Linked DNA regions of Canis lupus: region 1 is linked to region 2. A link is a contact called in public Hi-C data. All regions are on one chromosome and are shown on one strand. Each heading gives the region's core, a stretch centred on a gene start, on an enhancer-like site or on the middle of the called end of the contact. The rest is flanking DNA. Distances are from core to core; before and after follow the strand shown. Region 1 has its middle 56 kb from the start of TSC22D2. Region 2 holds the start of TSC22D2 (TSC22 domain family protein 2).

The links. Hi-C and Micro-C count contacts between places; a contact is called where the count stands out from the background.
Region 1: a contact with region 2 is called in a Hi-C map of tumor fibroblasts, with 4 times the contacts expected there. The contact joins the enhancer-like site here to the promoter of TSC22D2 in region 2. A contact is called at or near these places in 3 of 9 Hi-C or Micro-C datasets (amygdala, blood and tumor fibroblasts).

What each region holds. Positions count from the first base shown.
Region 1 is chr23:45,662,518-45,665,885 of UU_Cfam_GSD_1.0, forward strand. No RefSeq gene overlaps it. Among named protein-coding and RNA genes, the nearest start is that of TSC22D2, 56 kb to the left of the region's middle. Within about 2 kb of position 1,669, at least 3 of the 20 cell types and tissues checked have an H3K27ac peak or open chromatin away from gene starts, as enhancers often do.
Region 2 is chr23:45,606,076-45,609,260 of UU_Cfam_GSD_1.0, forward strand. It overlaps TSC22D2 (TSC22 domain family protein 2), which reads left to right and starts at 1,876. Exons shown (of 4, transcript XM_038571204.1): 1 at 1,876-3,185. The coding sequence starts at 2,045.

The sequences.
Region 1 (3,368 bases), core at 419-2,918, 56 kb after region 2:
TGTCATGCCTCTGAAGTCTCTTTTAATCTAGAGATTCCCTACTCCCTTCTTTTTCCCTGGAAGTTCTTTAAAAATCAGTGTCATTTGTCCTGTAGCTTTTCCAAATTCCATTTTTTCCTGATTACATTCTGGTACAATCATCTGTCCCCTGGAGTTAGTTTAGATCTAGAAGCCTAATGAGATTCAGGTTCATATTTTGCCCAGATTAATTCATAAGTGGTGGTGTATACTTCCATCATATAATGTCTGCTTGTCCCTATTTTGTGACTTGGGTATCAATTAATAATCACTGTCCAGACCAGTAACCTTTTAATTCTATCATTCCTTCTTACTCATAAGTGAAGTCACTTCTCGAAGAAGAAACTCACCCTTATGAGCTATTCAGTTACACAGAGGTATGGTTCCTTAAGGAAGACAGAGACATAAGTCTTTCCTTTTATTTCTCAGTTTTCAAAACAATGAGTTGCACACCTACAAAGGAATAAAAATAAATAAGGAGTGATTAACGAAGACTTACTCTGATCTTTATTCTGAGAAGTGAGAATTAAGTGAGTTGACTTAGGACTTCTATTTCAGGTGTTGGTAGAGAGAAGCCAGGAAACTCCCAAAAAGCTGGGAGATGGGAAATGGCAACCTAAAGACTTGCCTGTTTTCAGCTGAGTCTGGGTGTAACTTCTGAACGGGAGTACCTTGAGAGAACACAGGTAGGAAGTCCACCTCTGGGCAGGGTGGGGGCTGGCTCGGAGGCACTGTTGGGCAGACAGGAAAATCAGGGCAGGGTGCCCTGAGCCTGCAGAGAATGAAGAGTTACACAAATGAGCAGCGGACTTTTGTGTGTTTGCTTTCGACCGCATGAATCCTGGAGATGCTTACCCTTCCAAGTCGGGAGGTTTCCTAAGAGACACAGCATGGGATGAGGGATATTTAGCTTATGCAGCATGTCCTCTAAGCAATGCAGTGAAGAGCAGCAACACTGGTGCCCATGTGTCCTATCATCTTTATTAACCTTGTCTTGACTCTCCTGCGACTCAGTTTTATCATTTTCATGATATTACCCCGGACACAAGAAGAGGTTTCAGTGTTGGGACATCAGCTTAAGAACCTAGGTGGTGGACACAAGAACCTAGGTCTGTACAGCCCTCCTAGCAACCACTCCTCTCATCCACCCTTCTTAGGTCCTACTTCTCTCCCTTGCTTCTCCCCTTTCCTCCTCCATCCTATCCTGCCCCCCCGCCCTTTGACTGTCTTCCTGAAGCACTCACTAAGATCAAAAAGAACCTCCTTCCTTGAAATATCAGCCTCTTTTTCAATGTGACTCTGGGGACGCCCGGGTGGCTCAGTCCGTTAAGCATCCTCCTCTTGGATTCAGCTCAGGTCCTGCTCTCATGGCTCTGGAGATCAGCCGAGGTCTGGCTCCCTGCTCAGCCGAGTCTGCTTGGACACTCTCTCCATCTGCCCCTTCCCCCATTCCTACTCTCTGTCTCACACACACACTCTCTCTCAAATAAATACATCTTTAAAAAGAAAATAAAAATACATGGGACTCCTGAAGACTACTCTGTCCTGTGCTCCAGAAAAAAAAAATGAACAAGTGAAGACTTGGCCCCGGTTGCAGAGACACATCCGCCTTCTTGCTTCCAGGACCTCGAGTTCCAAACCTGTGAGTCTTGGCTTTTTCACTGACTTCAGCTTCCCCGAACCCATCCCCTTTCGGCATTAGGCAATGCCTGTGATGACAGCTGACTCATCCGGGAATGCAGCTTTCCTGGAAGTTTCCTCTGCTTAGATAATCACACCGTGGGGGGTGGGGGGAAAAACACTGGTTAATACAAGATTTTTTTTTTCAGGTCTCACATTTAATTCTTTAATCCATTCAGAGTTTGTTTTTGTGTATGGTGTGAAAAAGTGATCTAATGTTAGAGATGAAAAAATGAAGATGAAAAAATGTTAGCACAATGTAGAGAGTGTCAGAGGAGAAGAAAAGGCATCAGGGTCCTGGGGCCAATATGTACTTAAAATTTAACTAAGAAACATGGCACAGAAGGCTGCCAACGCCTAGAGCCGGGAGCTGAGAGGTATAGAACTAAATGAGAATCTACCTTTGCCCGTTGATAGCCGGGCAACTTCAAACCAGGCCTCCCTCAAAGGTAGCTGAGTGAGAGCAGAGACTCCTTTTTTATTTACAGTTGCAGTACTTAGTACTTTCATTAAATGGATGGAGAGCTACGTGGACGAATGAATGAGGATTCACATTTATGTTAAATATTCTTTATTCTTGAGTTTTCTGGTCTGTAAATGCAGCCTGAGATAACCAGATCATAGGTTTGTTGTGAGGATTAAACAGTATGAAATATGTACACACTCACCTGGGACCTGGCCTGCTGGATACGTGCAATAAATGTTTGTCTTGCTTTCCTTTCTATCCCCGGTTGGCCATCCGACAGAGGCCAGGCTCTGTTTCCTCATCACTTTTTGACCGAAAGGTCTAGGGAAAAGGCTGAGTGATTTTGAAGCCCTGGAAATAGCACCTATGATAATTCAGGTCACCTCCAAAACCTTTTTTTCACCTTTTATCTCCTCCTCCTAACTATCCTATTGTAAGGTTTGGAAACGCAAGTATTTTGCTCAGTTCAGATGGGGAAACAGGTTCAGGGAATCCTGAGAGCTTGTAACCCGCCAAAGATGTCAGATCAGGTTGGTGGTAGAACTAGATTGCAGGCTGTGGTTGCCGTATCCCATGCTTTTCTCCCTGGTGGACTCAAATGGGTTGGAAGTCACCAGAAAAAGAGCATTCCTTTTGTGGAACAAATAATGTTGAAGCTGCATACAAATGATTCCTACTCATTGATTCATCTATTTTATTTCATTGAGGCAGCTCTGTGATTCAAAAGATGGCCACATGGGATACATAAAGTGAGAATAATACGTGACAATATATCCTCCTCGGAATGAAGAAAGGTAAGTCGCCAACCCTGGAATACCAACCACACTGCAGTCAGCTCACTGACACCTCCGACTTCTGCAGCCTCGGTGCAGGGGAGAGGTGCTATTTGTTCATTTGTTAGAAATGTGTAATCCAGGGGATCCCTGGGAGGCTCAGCGTTTGGCGCCTGCCTTCAGCCCAGGGCCTGATCCTGGAGACCCGGGATCGAGTCCCGCATCAGGTCCCTGCAGGGAGCCTGCTTCTCCCTCTGCCTGGGTCTCTGCCTCTCTCTCTGTGTCTCTCATGAATAAATAAATAAAATCTTTTTTTAAAAAAAGAAGAAAAGAAAAGAAAAAAAAAAGAAAAGAAAAGAAAAGAAAAGAAAAAAGAAAAGAAAAGAAAAAAAAGAAATGTGCGTTCCGAGGGCACCCGGTGGCTCAGTCTG
Region 2 (3,185 bases), core at 626-3,125:
TAAGAGAATGCACTTTTCTTTGCCAGGAAGTAGCTACAAGATGAGAAAAACTCTCCAGCACTTCACAGCCGCTCTCTGAACTGGGAGAGGAAAGGGTGCTTTCTGACTTACTCTGGTTGTTCATGGCCCAATTCAAACCTTGTAACACTCTGGCTCCAACTAAGGGTTTTAGGATAAACAAAAGAAAGAACTACAACTATTTAACGCGGTAGGCTCTACATTTATGGAGCCCGTAAGCTGCTTTCTTGTTGAAAGTAAAAAAAAAAAAAAAACAACAGTCTCGGGAGTTTAAATGAACTCTTCGACGCTGAAATCACAGCAGAGTCAGGAAAATTAGGAATAGGCTGGTAACCTCTCATCTTTTTTTAAACTGACCTCACCCTGGGCGAATAACCATCTCCTGATGCCATTGTTGGAGACAGAATTTCTGGCTGAAAAGATCAGTTTTCTGACTCAGTCTGGCTTAGCTGCTCTTGGTTAATCATCCCCATTTCGCCTCTGACTCTAGTGGTCAGCATTTATCTGCAGACTTTTTTAAGGGACTCGCTCCCCCTAAGCAGCGCCCCTCTCTATCCTGCCTCAATCCCCCCTCACCCCCATTTCTATCGCCCCCTGTTTCTCTTAAGATTTTTTTTGCTAAACATTAGACACAGCACATGACCTCCATCCAGCGTTCCGGCGTCTCGGAACAAAACCTGCTGGCGCGGTCGTCCGGCTTCTCCAGGCTGCGCATTTAGGAGGCTTTGCGCTCTTCAACTCCTAAAGACCTGAAGCGTAAATGCTCAATTCAAAAAAAAAAAAAAAAAAAAATTTAAATTTAAAAAAAAAGCTCCCTTTTTTATTTTTTTAAACCTTTAGCCCCGCCCACCCTTCCCCTCCCCTCCCCTCCCCAAGCCTCCACGCGAAACTGCAGGAAACCGGAGGGGGCGGGGCGCTGACGTCACGACGCCGGCGCGTCACGGAACGGCGGCGGCTGCGGCGCTGGCGGTGGCTGCGGCAGCGGCGGCATTTTAGTCGACAGAGGCGGCGGCGGCGGCAGCGGGGCTGCTGCTCCTCCCAGCATCCCTGGCGCGGCCATTTCAGCCCCATCTTGGCCGAGGGGAGGGAGCTGCAGCCGCCGCTTGAGCAGTTTGAATTTTCAGTTTCTCCGGGGTCCGCCGACCCGGCGCACCGAGGAGGAGCCGAGGAAGCTCCCGCCGCTCGCTACCTCACGCAGCCGGAGCGTCTCCGCTCGCCGCCGCCGCCGCCGCCCCTCAGTCTTCTCAGGAGCCGCGCGGGGAGGCCGCCGCCGCCGCCGTCGCCGCCGCCCGCGGGGTGGCTCCCCCGTGAGGGGAGGACCGCGCCGGCCTTCCCTCCCTCCCCCGGAGCGGGCTTCCGCCGGAGACGGCCGACATGGCCCCGGGGCTGAGCTCCGGCTGACGCCGGGGAGGAGGGGGCCGCCCGCGGACCTTCAGCCCGCCCCAGCCCGCCCCAGCCCGCGGCTCCGGCCGGAATCCGGACTCCCCGGCTCCGGACTCGCCGCCGCTTCCCCTGCTTCCCGGCGCTGACGAGCCCGAGCGGGGCCGCGCCGCCCCTCACGCCGCCCCTCGCGCCGCCGCCGCCGCCGCCGCCGCCCCGCCGCCCTCCCGCCGCCCTCCCGCCCCCGGCCGAGGCCTGCGGACCGCGCCGAGCGCCGAGCTGCGCCGACCACGGCGGCCCCGGCGCCGGGAGCAGGAAGCCGGCCGCCCGCCCCTGCCCTCGCGCCCGCGCCCGCGCCGCCGCCGAGGGGATTGAATTGAGGCGCCGCGGCTGCGGGAGGCGACGAGGAAGGAGGAGCGGCCGCGCGAGGGCGTCGGGGGGCAGAGCCGGAGGAAGCGGCGCGGAGGGATGCGTCCCGGAGCGGCCGGCGCCCCGAGCGGCCGGGGGCTCTGAGCAGCGGCCGCCCGGCCTCCCCGACCCCAGCGCGGACTCGGACTTTGCCTCCTGGGGGCCCCCCCTTGCCGGTTTCCGGCCACACCGCGGAGGAGCCGGCGCGCCTCTCCGCCCCCCGCCGGCCTCCCTCACCATGTCCAAGATGCCGGCCAAGAAGAAGAGCTGCTTCCAGATCACCAGTGTCACCACCGCCCAGGTGGCCACTAGCATCACCGAGGACACCGAGAGCCTGGACGACCCGGACGAGTCGCGCACAGAGGACGTGTCCTCCGAGATCTTCGACGTGTCTCGGGCCACCGACTACGGCCCCGAGGAGGTCTGCGAGCGCAGCTCCTCCGAAGAGACGCTCAACAATGTTGGGGATGCGGAGACTCCCGGGACCGTGTCCCCGAACCTCCTGCTGGACGGACAGCTGGCGGCCGCGGCGGCGGCTCCCGCCAACGGAGGAGGAGCCGCGGCGGCCCGGAGCGTGGCCGGCGCGCTGGCCGGTACCCCGGCGGCCCCCTCGGCGGGGGCACCGGGCGCCCCCCCGGCGGCGGGCTCGTCCGCCGGGCCTGGGACTGCGGCCCCAGCACAGCCCCCCACCACTTGCAGTTCCCGTTTTCGAGTCATCAAGCTGGACCACGGGAGCGGGGAGCCCTACCGACGCGGCCGATGGACGTGCATGGAATACTATGAGCGGGATTCAGACAGCAGCGTCCTGACCAGGTCCGGGGATTGCATTAGGCACAGCAGTACTTTCGACCAGACTGCGGAGCGGGACAGCGGCCTGGGCGCCACCGGAGGGTCGGTGGTGGTGGTGGTGGCCTCCGTGCCGGGGGCGCACGGGCCCGACTCGGGAACTGACAGTTCCCTGACTGCTGTGTCACAGCTACCCCCGTCGGAGAAAATGAGCCAGCCCGCCCCGGCCCAGCCGCAGAGTTTTGGCGTTGGGCAGCCACAGCCACCGCCGCCCGTAGGTGGGGCTGTGGTTCAAAGCGCGGCTCCGGTGCCGCCGTTCCCGGGAGCCGCGGCCGGGCCACAGCCAATGATCGCGGCCCCGCAGCCAAGCCAGCCCCAGGGAACCGGCCCCGGCGTCCTCCCGCAGGGCCCCAGTGGACAAGGGCTGCCGCTGACGAATGTAACCCTGCCGCAGCAGCCGGGCCCCGCGGTCGGCGCTCCTGCGACGCAGCAGCCCCAGCCGTTCGCGTACCCCCAGCCTCAGCTACCGCCCGGGCATTTGCTGCCAGTCCAGCCCGCGGGGCAGAGTGAGTACCTACAGCAGCACGTGGCCG